2 separate regions of the Sus scrofa genome follow, and region 1 is linked to region 2. The links are chromatin contacts, called in public Hi-C maps. All regions are on one chromosome and are shown on one strand. The core of a region is the stretch at or near the end of the contact, and the rest is flanking DNA. Distances in the headings are between cores, read along the strand shown. Region 1 has its middle 18 kb from the start of SULT1E1. Region 2 overlaps LOC100623351 (transmembrane protease serine 11E-like).

Region 1 (5,485 bases), core at 494-2,993, 890 kb after region 2:
TGTTGTTCTGGAGCATTCATCACAGAGATCTGAGCAGAGGACTGAGCCATCTGATTTCTATTTTATTTAACTAATTTATTTATTTGTTTATTTATTTTAGGGCTGTGCTGGCAGTAAATGGAAGTTTCCAGGCTAGGGGTCAAATTGGAGCTATAACTGCCGAGCCTGTGCCACAGCAATGCAGGATCAGAGCTGGGTCTGAGATGTATACCACAGCTCACGGCAACGCTAGATCCTCAACCCACTGAACGAGGCCAGGGATCGAAGCCGTGTCTTCATGGATCCTAGTCAGGTTCGTTATCAGAACCACAACAGGAACTCCTGATTTCTACTTAAAAATATTTACTGGTATCAATTCAGTCACCTCATACACCTAAGAGAAAATTATATTCCTTATGCTCTTTTAGGAATGACTCTTTTAAAATTAAATAGCTTAGAGTCCTGCCTTGTGCTTCTCCTTGGCTTAACTGCACCCTGAACACAACCATCTCTAAACTACAGATTAAGCACCCTTTGCACCATTGCCTGACAGTCAAAGATATAAGCAAAGGATTTTTTTTTTGACTTTAGATTTGATAATTTATTCTTAGATGACATTAAAACACAAGCAACAAAAGAAAAAAAATGGACAGACTTGACTTTATAAAAACTAAAAACATCTGTACTTCAAAAGATAGTATCAAGAAAATAGAAAAAAAATAGGAGTTCCCCCTGTGGTACAATGGGATTGGTGGTGTCTTTGGAGCCCTGGGAGTCGGGTTCAATCTTTGGCCTGGCACAGTGGGTTTAAAGATCCTGTGTTGCCACAGCTGTGGCGTAATTCACAACTGCAGCATGGACAAGATGTTTTTTTTGAGTACTTTCCCAGATTGCCCTAATCTCTGATCAACATGCCTTTTTTGCAAGTATTTTTATTTTTGGAAAAATCGAGACATGATAACCCAGATCACTAGGATCACACTGAGATCTCATGACACCAACCTCAATGACTAAAGATTCATCGAAAGAAAGAAGAATGCATATTTGGCCTCAACCCTGATTCTTATCTGGAATCCTACTTTTCTCCTTTTTGCTATAAAACTCTCTGCAATTCTTCCCAATAAGGGAGAGTCTTTAAGGCTTTAGCATTCTGTGCCCTCCTTTGCCTGGCAGAGTAGTAAAAGCTATCTTTTTCTCCTTCACCATGAACTCCATCTCTGCATTTCTATTCGGCAACTGTGGACAGAGGTCAAGTTTCAGCAACAGGGAGTGTGCTGAAAATAAAGGTGAGGCTGGAGGTGCAGGCAAGGGGAGAAGAAGAAGGAATAGTTGGGGCTGCCAACTGGAGAAAACCACGCACAACAACATGAGGGTTGTGAGTTCAGTTTTGTGTGGGGCTTACTGAGGACTATGGTGGGGGAGACACCTTCTCAGAGAAGTCGGAGAGGAACTGCTCCAAAGAGGTGGAGGGAGGTCAGAATATATGTGATTTTGGTGAAGAGGACATGTGCAACCAAGCAAACATCTCTGTAGAAGTTTGAGGCTAGTCGTGAGGAGCCCATGTATCCATTAACGATTTTAGTGCTTCTCTAAGCAAGAATTTGAGTTTATAAAAATTTCTCCTGAAAATATCTATCTGAAGGTTTGTTCTGCCAGTTTTTCCAAAGCACAGAGTGTGTCTCATTCCTACTCTCCACCCTGAACTCCTCTCAGGGTGGGTAAAAGATCAGCCCAGCACAGTGGCTAATGACCTAAGCCTTGTTGAACCAGACGGTGGCAACATTCATTAGCTGGCAGGAGCTTTTGCAGCTGTCCAGGCAATGGACCATGCTGGCTTGGATAAAAATGAAAGTGATGGATTTGGTAAGAATTGATCCTAGAGCCAACAGGGCTTGGGAATGATAAGTGAGAGAGTAAAGTAAAGAATGATTTCAAAGTTTGGAGGCTAGGTCAAAGCATGTTTTATTTGGAATTCATTCACCTGGGATATGAGCTTCAGGAATGGGAGAATAAAATAAGCCTTCAATTTTGAATTCTAATTGTGAGAAGTCAATAGACATCTACATGGAGATGGGTGGAAAATCCAGCACAGAGATAACACTTTATACCCTATAAATGATTTCATTCTGTTCTTCATAAAGTATAAATTTCATTCAGGTTTTTTGTTTGTTTGTTTGCTTTGCTCAAATATCACTTTCATAGGCCTTTCAAGATCAAATTATACAAAATAGTGACTTCCCCCAAACTTCAGTCCTTTACTCTTCATTATCGTAATCCGCAGAATTTATCTCCACATAGCATGTTACACATTTGTAAGAATATAGGTCTTCTCATGTTTTTTCTCTCCCTCCACCAAAATAAAACATAGGCTTCATGAAAGCAGGACATTTAATAGTCATAGCTGTTTCCCTGGTAATTGTCTAACACATAACCACTGATCAATACTTTTGAATCAAAGTATAACTCATATTTATTTTGATACTTACATGTTTCACAAAATATTTCTTTTTTTTTTTTTTTTTGGTCTTTTTGCTATTTCTTTGGGCCGCTCCTGCGGCATATGGAGGTTCCCAGGCTAGGGGTTGAATCGGAGCTGCAGCCACCAGCCTACGCCAGAGCCACAGCAACGCGGGATCTGAGCCGCGTCTGCAACCTACACCACAGCTCACGGCAACGCTGGATCGTTAACCCACTGAGCAAGGGCAGGGATCGAACCCGCAACCTCATGGTTCCTAGTCGGATTTGTTAACCACTGTGCCACGACGGGAACTCCCACAAAATATTTCTGAGTAAAATAACTGTTATTATTCATATGTTTTCCCATAACACCAACCCAGGTGTCTAACATTATTAGGCATTAAACTATTTAATTAGTAAATAAAGAACTGAATGATTTTCATTGATTTCTTATTTAATGTAATTTTAACAACTTTTTTTTTTTTTTTGCATATTTGTAGGTAAGGATGCTAAAAGCCTAGCCTCTAAACAGAAGGAATTTTCTCAGTACTCTGCATGAGCGATGATGTAGATTTCACTCGTACTTCCTAACATCTGGTGTTCCTCTCCTTCCCGAACATTTAGAAGACTGAATTTCTTAGCCCCTGTGGAGTTAAATGGGATCATGTGACTTTCAGACCAATGAGCTATAGCCCAAAATGAAATGATGGGACCTGACTCCCGTTGTTCTTTTCCTTTGCTAGGATAAGAGGAAATATGTCTTCAGAGGTTCTTAATCTGGGATCTGTGGATGGAATTTAGGAAGGCTGTGTACTTAAATGTGGGGAAAAAAATCTCCTGATTTTTATTGACCTCTAACTTAAATTTAACACCTTATTTCATTATGAAGGTGGCAACAAATCCCAATAGCATTAGCAATATAAATGTCACCAAAAGAAATTAAAGACACCCTCACGTCATATTACAGACTTTGTCTATATTTGGTCATTAACAGAGTTGTAAAAATACTAAAATTATGTAACAAGAGTAAAAGCTTTTCACAACGAGGCAACATTTTTAAGTGAACATAAGGAACACTTTCAAATCAAATTCATAAGTATTTATTAGATTAAAAAAAGATACATATGATAATACCTATTGTTGATACAAATTGCTTTAGAATACACTGTGCATACAGGCATACTCCATGAAATAACTTCCTCTTGATTAATGTTTTCCTAGTGTAAGACATTTTGATTTTCAGTACTCAAATTTCTTGAATGCATCTCTCTCTCTCTCTCCATTTATAGACTTGGTCTCTTGGCCTGTGTCTATGCAACTTCCATTTTTTATTTTATTGGGGTATAGTTGACTTACAAAGTTGTGCTAGTTTCAGGTGTACAGCAAATTGGATCATATATATATATATATATATATATATATCTCCAATCTTTGAATCTCTTAAGCATCTAATTAAACTTTCACATGTATGTTTAATTCCTAAGACTTTCTCTCTTGATGTGTGTCTAATTACCTTCAAAATTCTGACTCTATAAGTCAAAGAGTTACCACTTCCCCTATAATTTCCTATTAGCTCCAGTAGTAATAAAGAAGCATAAATTAAATTCAGGTCCTATCATTAATTTTGGAAAATCCTCAACAATTTCCTGTCTTTTTCCCCCTCATTTTAGGATTGTTGTCATCTCTTGGATATCCTCATAGCAGGTCATTCTCCCTGCAATCTTTTACATGATTATGTCAGGCACCCTCACACACTACAAAGAAAAACAAACTTAGATAATCATTCCTAACCTGACTGCCTATGGTGTCTGTTTTATTTAGGATTTTGAAAAGAATACTTAAGGCATATTTTCCAAATCCATGTTCAACAAAGAATCCATATGTTCAACTTTACTTCCCCATCACTATAACTTATTCTGTAATTGAAAAATGAATGAATGAATGATGTCTGTGAATTGCATACATATTTTGCTATATGAAAGAACATAAACCAAGAAAGGAAATATAAAATAGAGCTCTGGAATTTAATAGGAATAAAACATGCGAAAGCTATTGTGAAAAAATAAAACTTGAAATGGCCTTGGCAGGTCAAGAAGAGTGGAAAGGTAATTACAGCCAAAGACAATAGTGTGAACAAATGCAGAAATGGGAGGTTAGCAGACATTTGCTCCTATCCAAAACCACCGGACAGGAAACAAATATGCTCATGGACGTTTTGGATGGGACCAAACATCAAGGACCTTTAGGCATGGACAAATGTCACATGGATTAAATGCGTTACAGACATTTTGGACAGGACCAAACATTCTGCAGGGAAATAAAAAATCAAGGGTATTTTCCAAGAAAAATAGTCAGTAGCACATCTCAGAATACAAGCTACTATATCAAGTAGGAGATTAAGGTGTGAGAGATAAATGGAAGCTTATTGTGAATGGATTTTTTTTTTCAACTTTTTGCTCGACTTAAGAGATTTTACCTAATTTAGTAGATATCTGTAAGTAGTTACTGGATAAGACTGAGATGGAGAAAGTGGTGAAATACACATTCTGACTTAGGACACTTCAAAGAAGGAAAAGAAACATAGGAAGTAAGACAATTTGGGACAGCATAAGGACATAAAATATATGTAAATAGATATGTGGACTTGTGGAAATACGGCAAGACAATGCTCCATAAAGAAGAACAAGTTACCAAAAAAGGAAATGGGAAGATTCCTTAATTTTATCCCAGGCTAGTTCAAAAAATATCAAGATTCTACTTGTTCAGACCTATTCCATTACCTCCCATATACTCTTTTTCTTTAGTCCAGTTAGTACTTAATTCAAGATCACATTATCTTAAAAGTCATAGCTTGATCATAAAAAGTATAAGATGATAGAATTACATTGTCTTTGATTTAAAATATTAATGGCTTTTAATTCATAGATAAGTCACACCATTTCCTATGTTTTCTTCTAGACTTTGGTCTCAATTTCTGCCAAATTTGTCTAAGCAATTCAGAAAGAACAGCTTTGATTCCTTTCACGTATCCTATATTTTCAATATGGGT
Region 2 (5,481 bases), core at 624-3,123:
GCCACAGCAGCAATCTGAGCCGCTGCAGTGACAACATCGGATCTTTAACCTGCTGTACCGACAAGAGAACTCCTAGCCTGCAAGTTTAGAATCTAAGAGTAGCAGATTCAGGAGTATATGGTGCCCTGGAAGACAAAGAAGGTTTATGATGGGGAAGGGGAGAAGAACTGTGCCAGATGCTGTTGATAAGACATAGAAGATGAGAATCCGCCATGAGCTTTAGCAACAGAGAGACTACAGGTGTCCTTGCAAAGAGTAGTTTTGGTGAAATCATGAGGCCAAAGTTTGATCATGTATTTGAGGAGTAATGGAAGGAGAGGTATAGGAAATAGTAAATATAGTCCAATTTATGGATAAATTTAAATATAGACCAGAGCCTTGGAGGAGCTACTGGTGGAGAAAGTGGGGTCAAGATAATTTTTTTTGGTATTTGCTTTTTTGTTTGAAGATCCAGGAAATAACAAAAAGAAAAGAGAGAGAGGGAAGCGTTGCTAGAGCAAATGCTTTAAGTAGGTGAGAGGAGACAGGACCTAGTGTGAATGTTGTAGGGGAGCAAAACTTGCCACCTCAAAATGTGTCTCTTTGGTAGGAGGATTTATTTTGGGTTTTTTGTTTGTTTGTTTGTTTTGTCTTTGTCTTCTTTAGGGCTGCACTCACAGCATATGAAGGTTCCCAGGCTAGGGGTCTAATTGGAGCTGTAGCCACCGACCTATACCACAGCCACAGCAATGCCAGATCCAAGCTGCATCTGCAAACTACACCACAGTTCACAGCAACGCCAGATCCTTAACCCACTGACCGAGGCCGGGGATCAAACCCTCAACCTTATGGTTCCTAGTTGGATTCCTTTCTGCTATGCCAAGATGGGAACTCCAGGAGGGTTTATTTTGGCTGATTGTTTTTAAGAAACAAGATTCAGGAAGTCTTTCTTTTTGTCCACTTCTTTGCTGCCTAAAAAAATTAAATAAAGGACTTGTTCCCAGAATAGAGCTGTCATCAAAGACTGTGGACCAGGTGTGCTGGGGGAACTGGGGGCAGGCCTAGAGATGAGTCTGCTCTGTGTCCCATTTGTCTCTGTATGGGCTACAAACATCTTTTTAGCAAACATTTGCTTTTCCATATCATGTGTATTGCCTTCTATACTTTGAAGTTCCAGATCATGACCCCTAACGTCCTCTTTTGTCTTTAGCTAATTAAGGTGAGGGCTTCTGCCATTTTGGGCATCCAAATCAGTTGTCTCCTATGCTTACATGTTATTAAACTTTTACTTGATTTTCTCCTGTTCAGCTGTGTCATGTCAATTTAATTTCTAAACCATCCGGAAGAATGTCCCACGAGGGAAAGGAAAAGTTCTTCCTCCCTGACGTGTTGGAGGGATCAGCTTCCATCTGAGCACCTGGGGCAACAGACAAGCAGGCTGAGTGTGCAACAGTTGCTGGTGAGTGAGTAGAGGTGGTAGAGGGTTTCTTCATGATGCTTCAGTTTTCAGGGAAGAAGGTAAGAAGCAATGTCATCAGTGGAGAATGGGGATGGATAAGGAGGTGATAGGAGAAGTGAAGAGAGGAAGAGATGTGAAATAGATGGCCAGAAGAATGAAAGAGCGAATAGAGAAATATAGTATGATGTGGGGGAAACTGAGAGCACGCTGGAAGTTTGTGATCGTGAATTTGAAGTTAGACCAGTTAGTCTGGTTGTGGATTTTTCTCCAAACATGTTCGGCTGCATAGTATAGGAAAAGAATAGGTGGAGATTTGGATTTTATCAGGGTTTTGATAAAAGCAAATGTCACAGTGATGAAGCAAGAGAGAAGCAGAGGAGTCAAGGGTATGCAAGATTATTGACTGTGGTTTTTATTTAACCTGGATACAGCTATGCCAAAGAAGTACTGATTCATGAATCAGTGTCAAATAAGAGAGTTTTGTTTTTTTGTTGCTTCATCCATGGTATGTGGAATTTTCCAGGCCAGGGGTTAAGCCTGTCCCACAGCTGTAACCAGAGCCACAGCAGTGACAATGCTAGATTCTTTACCCACTGAACCACCAGGTAACTCCACGGGAGATCTTATAGTTGCGTTTAACTGGCCTCTGTCTTCAACACCACCTTGAGAGTTGTATAATAAAAACTGTGTTAGGACAAATTATAGCATTTTGGTTATGAAAATTAAGAACAACAAATATCTATTGAGTATATCTCTATATTGGAATCCATTTCACAACTACAGTGTAGAAGCTGATTCAGAAGTGTCCTAAAACCATTAAATATATTATGTATCATGAAATATATTCAAGCATGAGGATAGGATCATCATCTAAACCGTGTCTTTAGCCTGTGTTTGTGTAGCATGTAGGAAAATGGAAAACAAGGTTTTATATACACTAACATGGAATGGAGGTACTGTGGTAAAGTTCAGAATTATAGAAATTAAGGCATAAACATTCATGAAGGTAATATTGTTCATTCTTTTCTTCCCAAAGTAATGCCTTCTTTTTCATTTCACATACATTACTATGTTTGCTTATTTTTATCTTCCCTCTTTATTCAATAGATCTTTACTGAGAATGTGCCATAAATAACATACTTTCTTATGAACTGTGCAAGTTGTAAAAATGAATCAGTCATGGTCCCTAACCCACAGAGCTTACGGTCTAGTGTTGAAATCAGATTTATTCACACATCTTAAAAACACAGAGAGAAAGTAGAGGTACGAAGAGGTTAAAAAAATAGGAAGAAGGCATCGGAAAATAACATGGCAGTTTCTTCAGAGACAAAACCTGAGCTATGACCATTAAGCCCAGAGCAATGAGCAGTTATGTTCTCACAAAAACTTACACACCCACATACATACCCATATAGTAGCTGTATTAACAGTAGCCAAAAACCGTAAACGACTTAAGTGCCCCTCAGTGGATGAATGGTGAAACAAACTGGTGCATCCATACTGTAGATTATTAGCAGTAATAAAAAATAAGAATGAACTACTGTGTATGTGATACGCACAACATGGATTGATCTCAAGGGAATCATCCTGAGGGAAGAAGCCAGCCTCCAGCGTTTACATACTGTATGATTGCATTTGTATACATTCTTGGACTAACAAATTACATAGATGGAGAACAGATTAATGGTTGCTGGGGCTTAGAGCCTGGAGACAGGGGGGTAGGGAAGAAGCCAGGTATGGGTAGCATGAGGATCAGACTACTTTGCATCTTGACTGTGATAGGGGCACACAGATCCACACATGCAATAAAATTACATGGAAACACACACACACAATTGCATGTTTTAAAAACATAAAATCTTGGAGTTCCTGCTGTGGCACAGCATACACGAATCTGATTAGGAACCATGAGGTTGCAGGTTTGACCACTGGCCTCGCTCAGCGGGTTAAGGATCCGGTGTTGCTGTGAGCTGTGGTGTAGGTTGCTGATATGGCTCGGATTCTGCGTTGGGGTGGCTGTGGTGTAGGCCAGCAGCTGTAGCTCCTCTTGGACCCCTAGCCTGGGAATTTCCATATGCTGCAGGTGCGGCCTTAAAAAAGCAAAAAAATAAAATAAAATAAAATTTCAAAAGGTTAATAGATTGCCTCCTGTCAAGTTTCTCACTGTGATGATGTACTGTAGCTAAGCAAAATGTCATCATTGCCAGAAACTGAAGATACACAGGATGTCTCGATGTATTACATTTTGCATCTCTATGTGAGTATAATTATCTGAAAATTTTGTTCAAAAAGTTGTTTTTAAGTGGTAAGGAATCTCAGAAAAAAGACATCATCTCTGCTTGAGGGAGTCAAGGAGAGCTTTGTGGAGGTGGCATCATTTGAACTAGACTATAGAGCTTGATATAATCCAGTTACTATATGGTTTAAAAATTGAAATGAAAAATTAGAATAACAGAGAATGACTTGACAATATGTTTTGGAATGATGCCAGTAAAACTTCTTTTGTAGAATCAGAATTAAACAACAAATCAGTCCATTCTATTGATCTAATCATCACTTCATTTCAGAAATATTTATGATGGCCAGCAAACACATGAAAAAATGCTCAACATCGTCGATTATAAGAGAAATGCAAATCAAAACTACCATGAGATACCACTTCACACCAGTCAGAATGGCCATCATTAATAAATCCACAAATAACAAGTGCTGGAGGCGCTGTGGAGAAAAGGGAACCCTCCTGCACTGTTGGTGGGAATGTAAACTGGTACAGCCACTATGGAGAACAGTTTGGAGATACCTTAGAAATCTATACATAGAACTTCCATATGACCCCACAATCCCACTCTTGGGCATATATCCGGACAAAACTCTACTTAAAAGAGACACATGCACCCGCATGTTCATTGCAGCACTATTCGCAATAGCCAGGACATGGAAACAATCCAAATGTCCATCAACAGATGATTGGATTAAGAAGATGTGATGTATATATACACAATGGAATACTACTCAGCCATAAAAAAGGATGACATCATGCCATTTGCAGCAACATGGATGGAACTAGAGAATCTCAACCTGAGTGAAATGAGCCAGAAAGACAAAGACAAATACCATATGATATCACTTATAACTGGAATCTAATATCCAGCACAAATGAACATCTCCTCAGAAAAGAAAATCATAGACTTGGAGAAAAGACTTGTGGCTGCCTGATGGGAGGAGGAGGGAGTGGGAGGGATCGGGGCTTGGGCTTATCAGACACAACTTAGAATAGATTTACAAGGAGATCCTGCTGAATAGCATTGAGAATTTGTCTAGATACTCATGTTGCAACAGAACAAAGGGTGGGGAAAAAAATGTAATTGTAATGTATACATGTAAGGATAACTTGATCCCTTTGCTGTATAGTGGGAAAATAAAAAAAGAAAAAAAAAGAAATATTTTGAAATCTATTATTAGCAATTGTATAAAACAAGACTGTAGTTACAGCAACAGTTACAACAGCACTATTTCTTTAGCACCTACTATGTTCTAAGAGTTTTGCTAAGTACTTTCACCTGTTGTCTTGTTTTAACCTCTGCAACAGTCATTGGAGGTAAATGTTATTATTCCTGTTTTATAAGAGTGTATATCGAGGCTTAGAGTATTTAACTAACTAGCTTAAATCACACAGTGTAAAATCTGGGATTACCTCTTAAAATCAGTGTATAAATAATAACAAAGCTATATTTTATGCATAATACAAAAATAAAAGAGTAGTTCAACAAGATTTAGTAAAAGACCATTTAATACAGAGCACTTTATTAGATATTATGGAAAGAGTGATAAAAGATACAGCTAAAGAACTGCCTGCCCTCTTGCACAATTAATATTATTTTAGTCATTACTTCGTAATTTTTCCCACTGAAATAATAAAAACAGACATGTCCAAGAATTCACAAACCCTTCATATGTTATCTTTCAAAGGAAGTTGTCATTTTGAAAATATGACACTATGTTAACTCTTTCCCTGTGCACATAAAGTTTGAACTATCACTCGT

Evidence for each region. A called contact is a pair of places that touch in the nucleus more often than the background predicts.
Region 1: a Hi-C map of liver shows a contact between it and region 2, with 4 times the contacts expected there. The contact joins two enhancer-like sites. A contact is called at or near these places in 2 of 47 Hi-C or Micro-C datasets (embryonic fibroblasts and liver).

The regions. Positions count from the first base shown.
Region 1 is chr8:66,853,473-66,858,957 of Sscrofa11.1, forward strand. No RefSeq gene overlaps it. Among named protein-coding and RNA genes, the nearest start is that of SULT1E1, 18 kb to the left of the region's middle. Within about 2 kb of position 1,744, at least 1 of the 83 cell types and tissues checked has an H3K27ac peak or open chromatin away from gene starts, as enhancers often do. A contact at or near this core is called in liver, where this site is marked.
Region 2 is chr8:65,964,143-65,969,623 of Sscrofa11.1, forward strand. LOC100623351 (transmembrane protease serine 11E-like) reads right to left here. Exons shown (of 10, transcript XM_013978755.2): 10 at 5,211-5,481. Among named protein-coding and RNA genes, the nearest start is that of YTHDC1, 120 kb to the right of the region's middle. Within about 2 kb of position 1,874, at least 2 of the 83 cell types and tissues checked have an H3K27ac peak or open chromatin away from gene starts, as enhancers often do. A contact at or near this core is called in liver, where this site is marked.